2 separate regions of the Anas platyrhynchos genome follow, and region 2 is linked to region 1. A link is a contact called in public Hi-C data. All regions are on one chromosome and are shown on one strand. The core of a region is the stretch at or near the end of the contact, and the rest is flanking DNA. Distances in the headings are between cores, read along the strand shown.

Region 1 (5,943 bases), core at 1,838-4,337:
TCACTCACTGTGAAGCATGAGACTAGATTAGACAAAATATTAACGTGATTATTTCAAAGACCCTTTCTGTATTTCTTTTCCCTATTGTTAGATCACATTGGCTTTGTACGAAAGAGGATGTGGGTCAAAAATCACAAGTTTCCAGAAGTGAGGAAAGTGACTGAAGCCTGGTTGGGGAGGAAGGGTGTGAGGAACTAACCAAGGTACAGCATTAACCTCACATGCTTTCCCTAGAGAAGAAAGCAAATTCTGGTTTGGATTGGATTTTTACCTTAACGTAACTTGAGTGCATTATTCCCTGCAGGCTAAAAACAACACAAGCAAACACCTTTTCAGCTGTCAGACAAGCCCATAAAAGGACAAAAGAGGTATAACTAACACTGAAATCACAACCATGTCTAAGAGATCATTCACAGCAATGAGAACAGTGGTAAATCAGTCATCTCTTGGTACACATAAATATATGACAGGCAGTGAGAGCCACATATGCCAAATTCTAGAGACTTGGTGCCCACTGTAACCACTGTCTTTTTTATATTTAAATGTGAATGTAACATTTAATACAAGATTGCTTCACAACACCTGTTAGATATAAAAAATAAAAATAAATAAAAATAAAAAATACCCTTAGCTCATTGCATACTTTCATCAATACGCAGCTCAACGTGGGGCAGTCATGGCTTGCTACTGCATAATTAATAGTTAAGAACTTGCACTGGGAGACTGCAAATACCATAATACAGACTGAACAAATTAGGCATGACACTTAGAGAGAATGGCTTTTTCTCATAAAAGAAGTGTTAAGAGCTTTGACTATTCCAGCCCCATCCTCTGTCATCATAGCACAGTTGAAAACTGAAGCTTTGAGCTCTGCAGTGGTAATGGTGGTGCTCAGTACAAGGCTGCCTTGATACCAAAGTGGATGACTGGCTAACCTGCAGTACAGACCTCTCTCTTCTCACTATATCCTTGCATATTAGATTAAAATGATCATTTCCCTGATGATATCCTGCTTACCTGGCCAGCTGAGGACGGATTTATCTATTATTATCTTTGCTATTCATAATTAGGCATTACAAAGAAGAAAGAAAATGTAGCACACCAGAGAAAGGGAGAATGTGTGCAGTCCAAATTTGAAAAATTGTATATACATTCCTATTAATCTCATTATTTAAACCAATATATTTACTTCCCCCACAAACAAAGGTGAATTAAAATACCACTAAACTTGCTTGAGCAGGTCTAACATCCCATATGTTCTACCTTCTTGTACATAACAGAGAACTGAAAAAGATTATGAAGATGAGAAAGAGATAACTATCTGTTGTCAAGCTATGTGATTACATAATTAGAATGCAAGTGCATCCCAGCGTTTCAAACTAACATGTGAAATCAGATTTTTGTATTGTGACTAGTTTGGGATCCATTGTCTCTCTTTTGGAGGGTGTGGAGCACAAACAGTTATGGAGGATAACAGGAGGTTAAATAAGTTTAAAATTTAAAAAAAAAGTTAATATTAAAGAAAAAAAAGTTACCAGAAAAATTCTTCTGACAATGGAAAATCCTCCAAAGGGGAGGGATAGAAGCCCTATTACTTAAACCAGTTAATCTGTTTACAGAGTTATAATCTTGCATTGGCAGAACAATGGGCTACATGACACGAAGATTTTCTGTTTGCTATGGGCCATTTTTTCTACTCCAAACTCTAGTACATATGTCCTGAAATTTCACATTGACTCTGTTGCAACTGAGAATAAGAAGGCCCTGTAATGTAATCAGATGAGATTTCCCCAGACAGGAGTCACACCTTGGGCTTCCTAGGGCACCTTGGTCACCTCTAGGCAGAATGAGCTACGCTGAAGCATCAACCCCCTGGCATATCCTTCACCAACTTCAAGTAGTAGGGACAAATCCCTCCAGCGCCTCCAGGCCCTGTACTCCCCACAGACCAGTGAGACTGATGTAACTCTCCAAATATCCACACGCCGTTACATAAAATAGTCCCAATTTGAAGTTAAATATCACAGATGAATTTCAGTTGGCCATCCCCACTTCAGCAGCATACATACTACAAATTTCTACTTGGCCCTGTGATTCCTTCAAGGTTCAAATACAGATATCACTTCCAGTAACTCACCAATATCTCTTTATGAGAAAGAAATAATCTTCATCTCTAGATTAACATAAGAGGGTATTGGGCATTAAGAAGAGTTCTTTTGTGATATCATTCAGAAAAAATGTTATATTCATTTTGGAGGTAAATTTCCTATTAAAACACCAAATAGCTGGCACAAAATTGAACAAAATTGAATTTTTATTCATTGGCCTTCCATTCTTCTAATGGGACAAATCACCCTGAAATGTATAGAAAGAACCAAATAATAATGGCACTATGATTAAAGAAAAATAGTTCACATTCCAAATACTACCAACCACACCAGAAAGCGTAACATGGGACACATGGGCTGTTCCTGATTTTTCTATTGAAAAGGATCGTGAGATCTTTAGCATCTACCTAGTTCCAAGTTATAAATGAACAAATAGAATGATTCATCTTTTTTGTCATTTGAAGGAAATGTTTCCTAACGAATCACAAAGCCAAAGACAAAAAACCTGAAGGCTATATCTATGCTAGCAAAGGAAACATGCCAGGACCTGTTTTCTGTCTCTGAGACCAGCTGGCACAACATGGCCATGTCCCTACTGAGTTCCCTTAGCTTCCAAAACAAGGTCATCCAAACTGCCACAGCGAGTATGGTTCCTGGCTTGTGCTAAGCCTCTCATTGTGCCTGGACACTGTTTCAGAAAATACTAGCTATTCTGGATGAAAAGAGTGCCAAAGACTATTCCAGCAAACGCCTGGAAATGTTTTGCCATTGCTTAATTCTGCAGCATAGGTGCTGCCTAAATCTCAGTTATCAGAGCTAGATTTTAAATCTGAAGAAGAAGCAGCAAGGCAGGGAGGTAGATCTGGGACCATTATATAGAGGAGTATCTTTAGAGTGAGTGTCTGACTCATTATGCAAAAGAGAAACATTGTGAAAGTCACAGCAGGATTAAAAATCCTGACATTTGAGAGCTGTTCAGATCAAGGTTATCTGGGTCTGAGGCTGTACTGAAGTACATTTCTAACTGAAACACTCTGCTGGCATCAGTCTTGGCTAATGAGTATAAGGTACTCTCCCTGTAATCACAACTGTAAATATTAATGCTAAAACATTATTTTTACAGTGTTGTTTTGGTACAATGAACTGATACAGAATTTATTGTACCTTAAGAACTGCCTCTGAAAATCTTAAAAGAAGCATGAAACTGATCTTATACAGCCTATTGCTTATGGATGATTACACGATTGAGTCCTTGTATCCTGGTTTGCAAGATTACAGGGGTAGACTAAACATATAACACATAGAACCAATACAGAGTTATTGCAAACTGTCTCTGATTAGGTAGTCCAGTCTACATCCAAACATTTAATCAAATGCTGAACAAATGATCAAAGGGAATTAGAGATGTGTAGCTCTGAAAGGAAAACCGGATTTCTCTCCTCTTTGCATCCTGTGATCCCCCAGTCATTTTATATCAGTAGGAATTGCAGAAGACTCTTGGCAGCAACAAGAGCTGATTCTGCCTGTGTTCCCAATCTTCAAAAAGAAAGCTCAAAGTTCAAATTCTATAAACTCCTTAGAAATCTATATATTCAACATGTTCTTAAAGTTAAACCTACTCAACAGGCAAAGTACTTTTCTCAGCTACTCAAGAGAAAAGCAACTCACAAAAGGTAAGTAACCGGGAGTGAGTTGAACAGTGAAGCATAACAGCTGCTAAACAAAGTCCTAGTCAGGATGCCGGATATGCTTTTGCCTCTCCCAAGCCCTGTGACTCCCTTTAGTTCCAGAGATGCAGCTACAGCTCATATTGCTCCTGCAGCTGTTGCAATCATGGGCATCATCCCTGCAGCATCTGTGTGATGCATCCCAAGCCAGCACTGTGTGAGGTAAAAGTAGTGTCTGTGTGATAAAAAGCCCAGAGGCAGAACACTATCAGAACAGACTAAGCTCTCAAGAGCACAGTGGCTGGAAAGCTTGAGAGAAGTCTGACAAAAGTTCTTCTCAATCGCTGTGATGTCTGAATTAGGGGCACATTGCCTTGCTTGTTTCTTCCTCTGTGACTATTTGCACTGCAAATCCAAGATCTGAAATTTAAATGGCTACTTGACATGTCTATTAATCAATTGCACCTCAATGGGCTTCCTTCAACTTTGGGTGTTTACCAAAGCTCTGACCCTTGAACTTTATTTCCTTACTAATCTTATCTTTTACAGAACTCTAGGAGGCTGACATGTGGATCAGTGTCACCAGACTGACTGCACAAGGTAAACCTAATAATCCAGTCTGTTTTTACATATTTACATAGAGGGTAGAAGCAAATGCAGGAGACTAATCTGTTTGATCTTAAAGGACAGGCGTACATGCTGTCCTGGTTTTACTAGATGGAGTCCTACTTTCTCTAGGTGTCCTTATTGTGAAATCCTAGAAGCAGCATAATAAACATTATTTGAAAGATAAATGAACAGCATGTTTCAAAGCATTAGCTGTACCCTGGGCTAAATATAAACTTGGTAACAAAAGGCTGAACAGTTATTTACTCTAATAAAAGTTAGTGAGGTTAAAGCAAGTAACTGTTATGTTTCTTTATCTTTATTCTGAAATATTTCCACCTCTAAATATGCCTCCTCTGCTCTTGTCTCTCAGACATTAAAGTAATTTTGTTCCTTCTCCTGATCATAACTGATATAAGCAACAGGAAAAAAAAAAAAAAAAAGAGAGAGAGAGAGAGAGAATGTTTGGACTTGTAATACAGAGGAATAAGGCAACATGATGCCTTCTTTCTGCTCTTGCTCCTATAGAGCTAACTTCTGTTCTCTTCACATTTGCTGAAAGTTAAAATAAGAAAAGTCAACACCCATCACTAAAATGAAAAAAAAAAAAAAAAACAAAACAAGTGTCAAGAAAACAGTGGAAGCTCTCTGCATTTGCATGAAATTCAGATTAAGAAGTCAAGGTGGGAAGGCAAGGAGGTACTTTCCTCCAAGGCAAAACTTAAATGTCAGTATAGATTATCAGTTAAAGCTGTGTTATTTTGTGCTCATTTCTATGCCAAAAAATAAAAAAAAAAAAAAATAATAATCCAAGCACAAGCTTAATTATAGTAACAAAAACATGGATAGAGGATAGGTTGCCAGTGTTATTTTCTTCAGGGAATTCGTAAAAGCAGTATAAGCAATCTCTCTTTGCTGATAAAGCTGTGCCTACATTTGAACATTTTGCCAGTATAGTTACAACAACAAACCTTTCCAAGCATTGAGTAAGACCTAGTTTAGAAATCAGAGGAAAGAGAAATCCTTATTTATTTGCCAAAGAAAGGACAGATACAACACTTATGTCGATTCCTTTCATTTAAAAAATGTTCAGCCCTTAGACAAACTACATATGCAATCATTATTTATGTATGTTAGCACACACCCTCTGCCTTTTTGCCTATAGCCCCAGTCTCTAAATTCAAGGACAGTCCAGTGCTCAGGCAGACACCAAGGGCCAGGCTGTGCAGCTCGGAATTTTATCTGCTGCTCTGTAGGTTTATAGTGAGATAGAATCTGATAATTGTATAGGTGTCCCTAGTCTGTGATGGACAAAAGCATGGCTGCAACTTATGAACTGGCCAGCAAAGCCAAGACAAATGAGCTGGCCACGTTGGTGCCCATCTGCTGTGGACATGAGGCTGTAGGTACAACAATATCAATGTCACAAAATTGCAAACAGGAATGTCCTTATGCTACCAAGACCTTGATTGACTGACATTTCCTGAGCAAGGCATGGAAGGATGCCTAAATCAAAACTAGGTGCTTATTTTCATAAATCATGTCATTCCCCATACTCTCAC
Region 2 (5,943 bases), core at 1,762-4,261, 61 kb after region 1:
CCCTGGGAACATGTCTTCGTCATGCTACTTACTCTAGAAAGAACATCTAACTTGGGTTTATGAATTGCATTCCCAAAGGTTGTTAAATGTGTCTCTGAAGATCTGGATGAAAGTATTGTGTTTCAAAAGGAAGCTGTCAAGTAATGAATAAAAGTGGTCAGCACCAGAACATCGTACTCTGAAGCCCTTGTAAGGCAGGGGCACTGGCACAAACTCGCAGTGTAAAGGGCTGAATCAGTCTCAGCTGAATGTGATGCAAGATGAACCAGCTGCTAATGGCCCCCTTATCTGTCCCACGTATCTGTTAGAACATGCAGGCTAATTCTCTGTCACTAGGCAAGATGTAAGGCTACAACCAGGGTGAAATAAGTGCAGCTGGTTAATATATGTATATATATAGGAAAAGAAACAGTTGACACATTTTTCTCCATGTCTTTCAGTTAATATGCACCAAATTTGCCCATTCAGAACATTTATTATAGAAAAGTGCCTTGTCCCTTGCTTACGCAAACCTCTTTCTCACTGCCTCTCATGTATCAGTTCTACCTTTCTATTCGTGCCTGATTTGTGCATGATAGCTGGGAAATGATTCCTAATCCTGCAGCTGAACCTAGAGCAGAGGCATTTTACTCTGCAGACCAGCATTTTGTTGGCATAACCACTGGATAGGACCCAACCTTACTCAGCATAGCAAAACAACTGCCTGAAGACTTGTTTTTTTTTTTTTCTCCCCATTCAGCTGATGTCATCCAGGAAGTAATGCAGCTCATTTAGGAGAAAAAAATAAAAAAGGAGGGGGTGAGAAGTGTCAGCCAGCTGAGCTTGGAGTTCCCTCTAGGTGGATGTGCTGACAGAGCTATGTTGCAAGGAGCTCCTCCACTGCAAGTCCTGGTGCAAGCGGGCAGGCTTTCCACTGCCATCCTCAGGAGATTATTGCAAACACTAGGATTCATTTGTTCATGCTTCACTTGGATTATTTGACACTATTTAATGTGGTGACCTATCAATGGTGCTTAACTTTACAGCTGCATTTTCTGTCAGATAGAGCCAGACAAAACTGAGCATGTACAAGTCTTGATTCTTCTACTCATATTTGATTTTTTTTCCTCAAATACTCCCTGTATGTTCATATTCTTTGCAATATCTTATATGGTTCTGTCTTGGGCCTAAAGTAAATTATTGACTTAAGAAAAGGGACTTGTATGGCACTGTTGGGCTGAGGCTTTTTTTTTTTTTTCTCGTAGCCTCCATTGCCCTCATCTTGTGAACAGCTTTGTGTGCCAGTAGCTTTCCATGCATGACCGGTCCCACTGAATGGCTCCCACATGACTCTGCTCGTAACTGTTTGTAACATCAGGTGTTCACAACAGGAAAGCACTGCACACAGAATTTCGGCTTCTGTTCTGAGGAGGAGGTTATTGTTGTCCTTGGAAAGATCATCTCATCGCAGAGGCTGGAGCAGTTAACGGGTTCTGCCTTTGCATTGAAAATGCTTGTTGCTTCCCACGCACTCAGGAAAACAGGAGGATGTCCCAAAGAGAACAATGAGGGTGGCGATGAACCTCCTGGCATTCATTTACACTTAACCCCTGGCATTTACCTCAGGCACCAAAAATGCAGCAGGCTGGTGAGTTCAGAGGGTTTCCCTGTAGGCAGCTGAGACACAGGAGCAGAACCTGGGTGATGGGATTTTCAACTCCTGTATCAGCTCCTGCATTGCTGTGGCAACATGGCAACCTAAGGAATTACTTCAGAGGGCTGAAGAAAGGCACTTATTCCAGCCAGCAGTAAATTCAGCCCCCAAATATTATCATATAAGTAGTGATGAGTTTTGCGGGCAATCTGTGAAAAATATTGTACGCCCACATAGGCAGCGATTGAAACAGAATATGCTCGCTGGAGCTGAGTGGTATTTCACCATTTAGGAAGCTTTTTCATTAGTCAACTGCCTTTCAGTAGCTAAACTCCACGTTTGCCACCTGAAATGTTCCTTTAAAGCAACACAGCAACAAAAAAAAAAGGCACAGATTCTTATCCCCTTTTCCAAGCAGGCTGAACTCTTCCATCCGAAGCAGTTTGATCTTGGCACAGCTCTCCAGGCAGCGTTACACATTTCTGGGAAAGGCATGTCAAAATCACAGCGCTCGTCGGGCGGTTTGAGCAAGAGCTTCATATCTAGCTGTGGGGAAACGCAACCCAGGAGAAAAAAAAAAAAAAGAAAAAAAAAAAAAAAAGATTTAGAGGAAAATCAGAGCAAAAACTAAAGGAAAAAAAAACTAAAGGAAATGATTGATTTTGGTGTATGCAAATTGTGGGCTGCTGATCCTCCAGTTTCAGCTGTAATCCTGAAGTTTAGCAGAAGCGTTTGCTGGTAGACTGGAGGGAGTTTTGCAGGACTCGGTCCAACGTTTGCATGTAACTGGCTCTGCTAAGCCTGTTTCCAATTAATCTATCTCAGGCTCTAACTTCTAAAGAGCGGGGTTTTGGGACGCAGCCCGCCTTTATTCCCGTTAAGCCAGCGCTGAACCTCCCCTTAAACTCAGCTGGGAGCGCAGCGAGGCCCGCGCCCAGCCCTCTTCCAGCCGTGCCTTGCAGCCCGTGCGATGCCCTCTCCCTGCCCTGGGTCAAAGCCCAGCCTTGCCCCTGCCGCTGCGCGTTATTCGCCCTTTTCCCAAATCCCCTCAGGGCGCAGCACACCTCCGCCCCCGTGCCCTGCCTGTCCGGAGGCAGCACCACCGCACCTCCGCGGCTGCACCGCCCGGGCAGGGCCCCAAATCACCCCGCGCTGCCAAACGCTGCCCCCCTCCCGGCCACCCCCGAGCGCGCCCCCGCGCGTCCCCCGGGCGCGCCCCCGCGCCCCACCGCCAGCCGCGGGGCGGTGGCCGCGCAGCCCCGCCCCCCACCGCCCCGCCCCGCCCCTCCGCGCCCCGCCCCCGCCGCCATTGGCCGGGCGACGGCCCCGCCCCGCCTGGCCCCGCCCCCCGCCGCCCGGCAGTCGGGCGCGGGCGGAGCGGGGAGCGGCACCCGCGGCGGCGCCGTCCCGGCAGCATGGGCCGGGGCTGACGGACGGCGCCCGCCCCGCAGACGCCGAGCGCCGCCGGCGGGCCCGGGGAGGGAGCGAGAGGCAGAGGCTGGGGCTGGGGCAGGGGCAGAGCGGGGCGGGAAGTTCGCGCCGCGGCCGCCCGGGGAAACTTTCCGCCGGCGGAGCGGAGAGGAGCGGAGCGGAGAGGAGCGGAGCGGGGCGCGCTGAGGCGGCGCGGGGGCCATGCCCGCCGCCAGCCTGCTGCCGCTGTTCGGTAGCGCGGCGGGGCCGGGGGCGCTGGGCGGCCCCGCGGGAGGCGGCGGCGGCGGCGGCGGAGCGGGCGGCGGGGTCCGGAAGGCGGCGGGCCCCGGCGCGTTCCGGCTGACGGAGAAGTTCGTGCTGCTGCTGGTGTTCAGCGCCTTCATCACCCTCTGCTTCGGGGCCATCTTCTTCCTGCCCGACTCCTCCAAGCTGCTCAGCGGCGTCTTCTTCCACTCGGCCGCCCTGCAGCCGCCGCCGCCGCCGCCCGGCGGGCAGCCCCGAGCCCCGCCGCAGCCCGGGGGGGGCCCGGCGGCGGCGGCGGCGGCGGCGGGCGGCAGGGGCAGCCTGGCGCGGATCCGCGCCGACCACGAGCGGGCTCTGCGGGAGGCCAAGGAGACGCTGCAGAAGCTGCCCGAGGAGATCCGCGGGGACATCCGCCGGGACAAGGAGAAAGTCGCGCAGGACGCCCGCGGCAGGAAGGAGCCGGCCGCCTCCGGGCTGCCCCAGCGCCCTTTCCGCCCGCCCGTGGGCGCCGCGGGGCAGGAGCCCGCCGACCCCGCCGTGCGCCAGCGGAGGGCCAAGATCAAAGAGGTGGGTGGCAGCCGCCGCTCCCGGGGACCGGCCCGGGGCGGCCCCGAGCACGGCAACAGGTCGCCGGCGGCGGGGGGGAGCGCGGGGAGCGCCCCCGCCTCGCCCCGCTGCGGGATGCCCCGGCCGGAGCTGCGTGCCGGCTCCGCATCCTCCTCCTCCCTTCCTCCTTCTGCTTCTCCTCCTCCTCGCAGCCGCCGGGGCCCCCCGGCAGGAGCTGGCAGCTCCCGGCCCCGCGACGCCTTCGCACGGCTCCGCGGGGCTCGCCGGGCTTTGCCCGTGCCTCCCGGGGCAGTGGCGGGGCTCTCCCGGCCGTGCCTGCCGTGAGCAGGGCTCGCTGGGGTCCCCCGCGGCACAAGGAGGCTCGTTTCTTTCTTTCTTTCTTAATTCTTAGTGCCGTTCAACTTCCTGCCGTTGCCGGCAGCCCGTATTTATCGAGTTGACAATTGCTGCTGCCCGCGGGGATCAGTTCGTAAATTACTAAGTAGCGTGTGTTGCCCCTTCTGCGGGGATGGGAACGAGCCTCCCAAGCACGGAGCGTTTCCGTGAAACATCGTTAGCCCTGTTTAGGCTGATTTATTTTTATTGCATGTTTGCACAGAGCGGGCTGAAAAATCGGCATTGGCATCACGCGGAGCACCAAATAATAAGCTCTCACAAATCTCAAATTGTGTGCCGTGCTCTGAAGTCCTAGCATCAGTTTAACTGTTTCAGCAAACTGTGCACCAGTCATAAGCGGTAGATGCCGACGCAAAGGTGTTCAGAAGAGGGAAGCTCTCACGAATGCACAGTACAGATCACATCTTGAAGTGTGCAGAGACGGTGTTCTCGCTGCTTGCAGCCTCTCAGCCTCCCTGAGGCATACAGAACAATTAGAAATACCAACAAACTATGTTTCTGGTTATCTTGAATTGCCATGTACGAGTATTTGAGAGTCGCATAATGAGGCTTCAGACCTGATGTATGACAGTCTGTAGTACAGAGGAGTGCAACAAGTAAATAAGCAGGAGGAGGAAGATAAAACTTGAGTATACTTCTTATTTTGCTGGTCTAGCAGCATGCCAACTAGCCCAGTGATCTTCTATTCTATTTGTATGCAAGTGTGTAAGTGTGCACAACTTGCACCCTTGTGCATGTTAGATGTAAGTGTGCATGCATACATATGTGCCCCAGGACCTCTTCCTTTTCTTCCTCCCTTTCCATCCTATCGCTCTTCTTTCTCCTCCGCTTCTACCCGGGAACCACCGACAGTACAATAACCCCCCGGACCAGATGTTTGGCAATTGTAAGCGTAGGAAATGATGACAGAGAGACCGCATTTAGTTTCCAGATCTTTATTTTTCCTTTTTATCTGAGTATCATTCCTCAACATTGTGTGTTGTTTCTGGGAGTTTTCTTTCCTCCCAATGCAGTGTGTGAACTTATCACGTTGTTTACTCAATTGCTTTTGCATTTCTGCAGTACTTTGACCTATCTGATTTTTCTTTCTTTGAAGAATACTTTTTTTTTTTTTTTCCTGGCATTAGAACAGCGTTTCCTTTTTTCTGTTAACTTGTTTCATATGTTGGACTTAAGGTTGCTCTTTTCCCTGTCTTGTTCACCTTTTTGTGTACGTGCCTTACTCTTAAGCTGGAATTCTGATCGGAGGGCTTCTTATAAATTGTTTTAAGTTGTAACTTTCAGAAGGGTGCGCTACCTACTGCACTGCACGTGCACGGAAAGGGTGGAACCTACCCGTTAAAGCTCCTCTCCTTGTGCCTGGTTGTTGCATGCTGGAGGTGTAAACTGGACAAATCTTTCTGCCTTCACACCCTTTCGAGCCTGGAAATTACGCCTGCCATTGCATGATGTATGTCGTAGGGTTAGGACTCAAAACTTGAAACTAGTTATGAGGATGCTTCTGGCAGAAGGAAGCAGGCTACTTTGTAAGAAATGAATGTGAATGAGTAAGGCTGTGCTTCCCCATGTTTCTGTCCTCAAAGAGCTCTGCGTTGTCAACAGGGCGATGTAAAGGTGAGGGCGGAGAGAGCTGAAAGGGAGTGTGTAGCATTTCTTAACAAAGTTTTGTTATA

Evidence for each region. Hi-C and Micro-C count contacts between places; a contact is called where the count stands out from the background.
Region 2: a Hi-C map of small yellow follicle shows a contact between it and region 1, with 2.8 times the contacts expected there. The contact joins the promoter of MAN1A1 here to the enhancer-like site in region 1. A contact is called at or near these places in 3 of 8 Hi-C or Micro-C datasets (liver, skeletal muscle and small yellow follicle).

Annotation. Positions count from the first base shown.
Region 1 is chr3:68,462,299-68,468,241 of IASCAAS_PekinDuck_T2T, forward strand. No RefSeq gene overlaps it. Among named protein-coding and RNA genes, the nearest start is that of MAN1A1, 61 kb to the right of the region's middle. Within about 2 kb of position 3,088, at least 3 of the 8 cell types and tissues checked have an H3K27ac peak or open chromatin away from gene starts, as enhancers often do. A contact at or near this core is called in small yellow follicle, where this site is marked.
Region 2 is chr3:68,523,027-68,528,969 of IASCAAS_PekinDuck_T2T, forward strand. It overlaps MAN1A1 (mannosidase alpha class 1A member 1), which reads left to right and starts at 3,012. Exons shown (of 12, transcript XM_038176451.2): 1 at 3,012-3,874. The coding sequence starts at 3,266.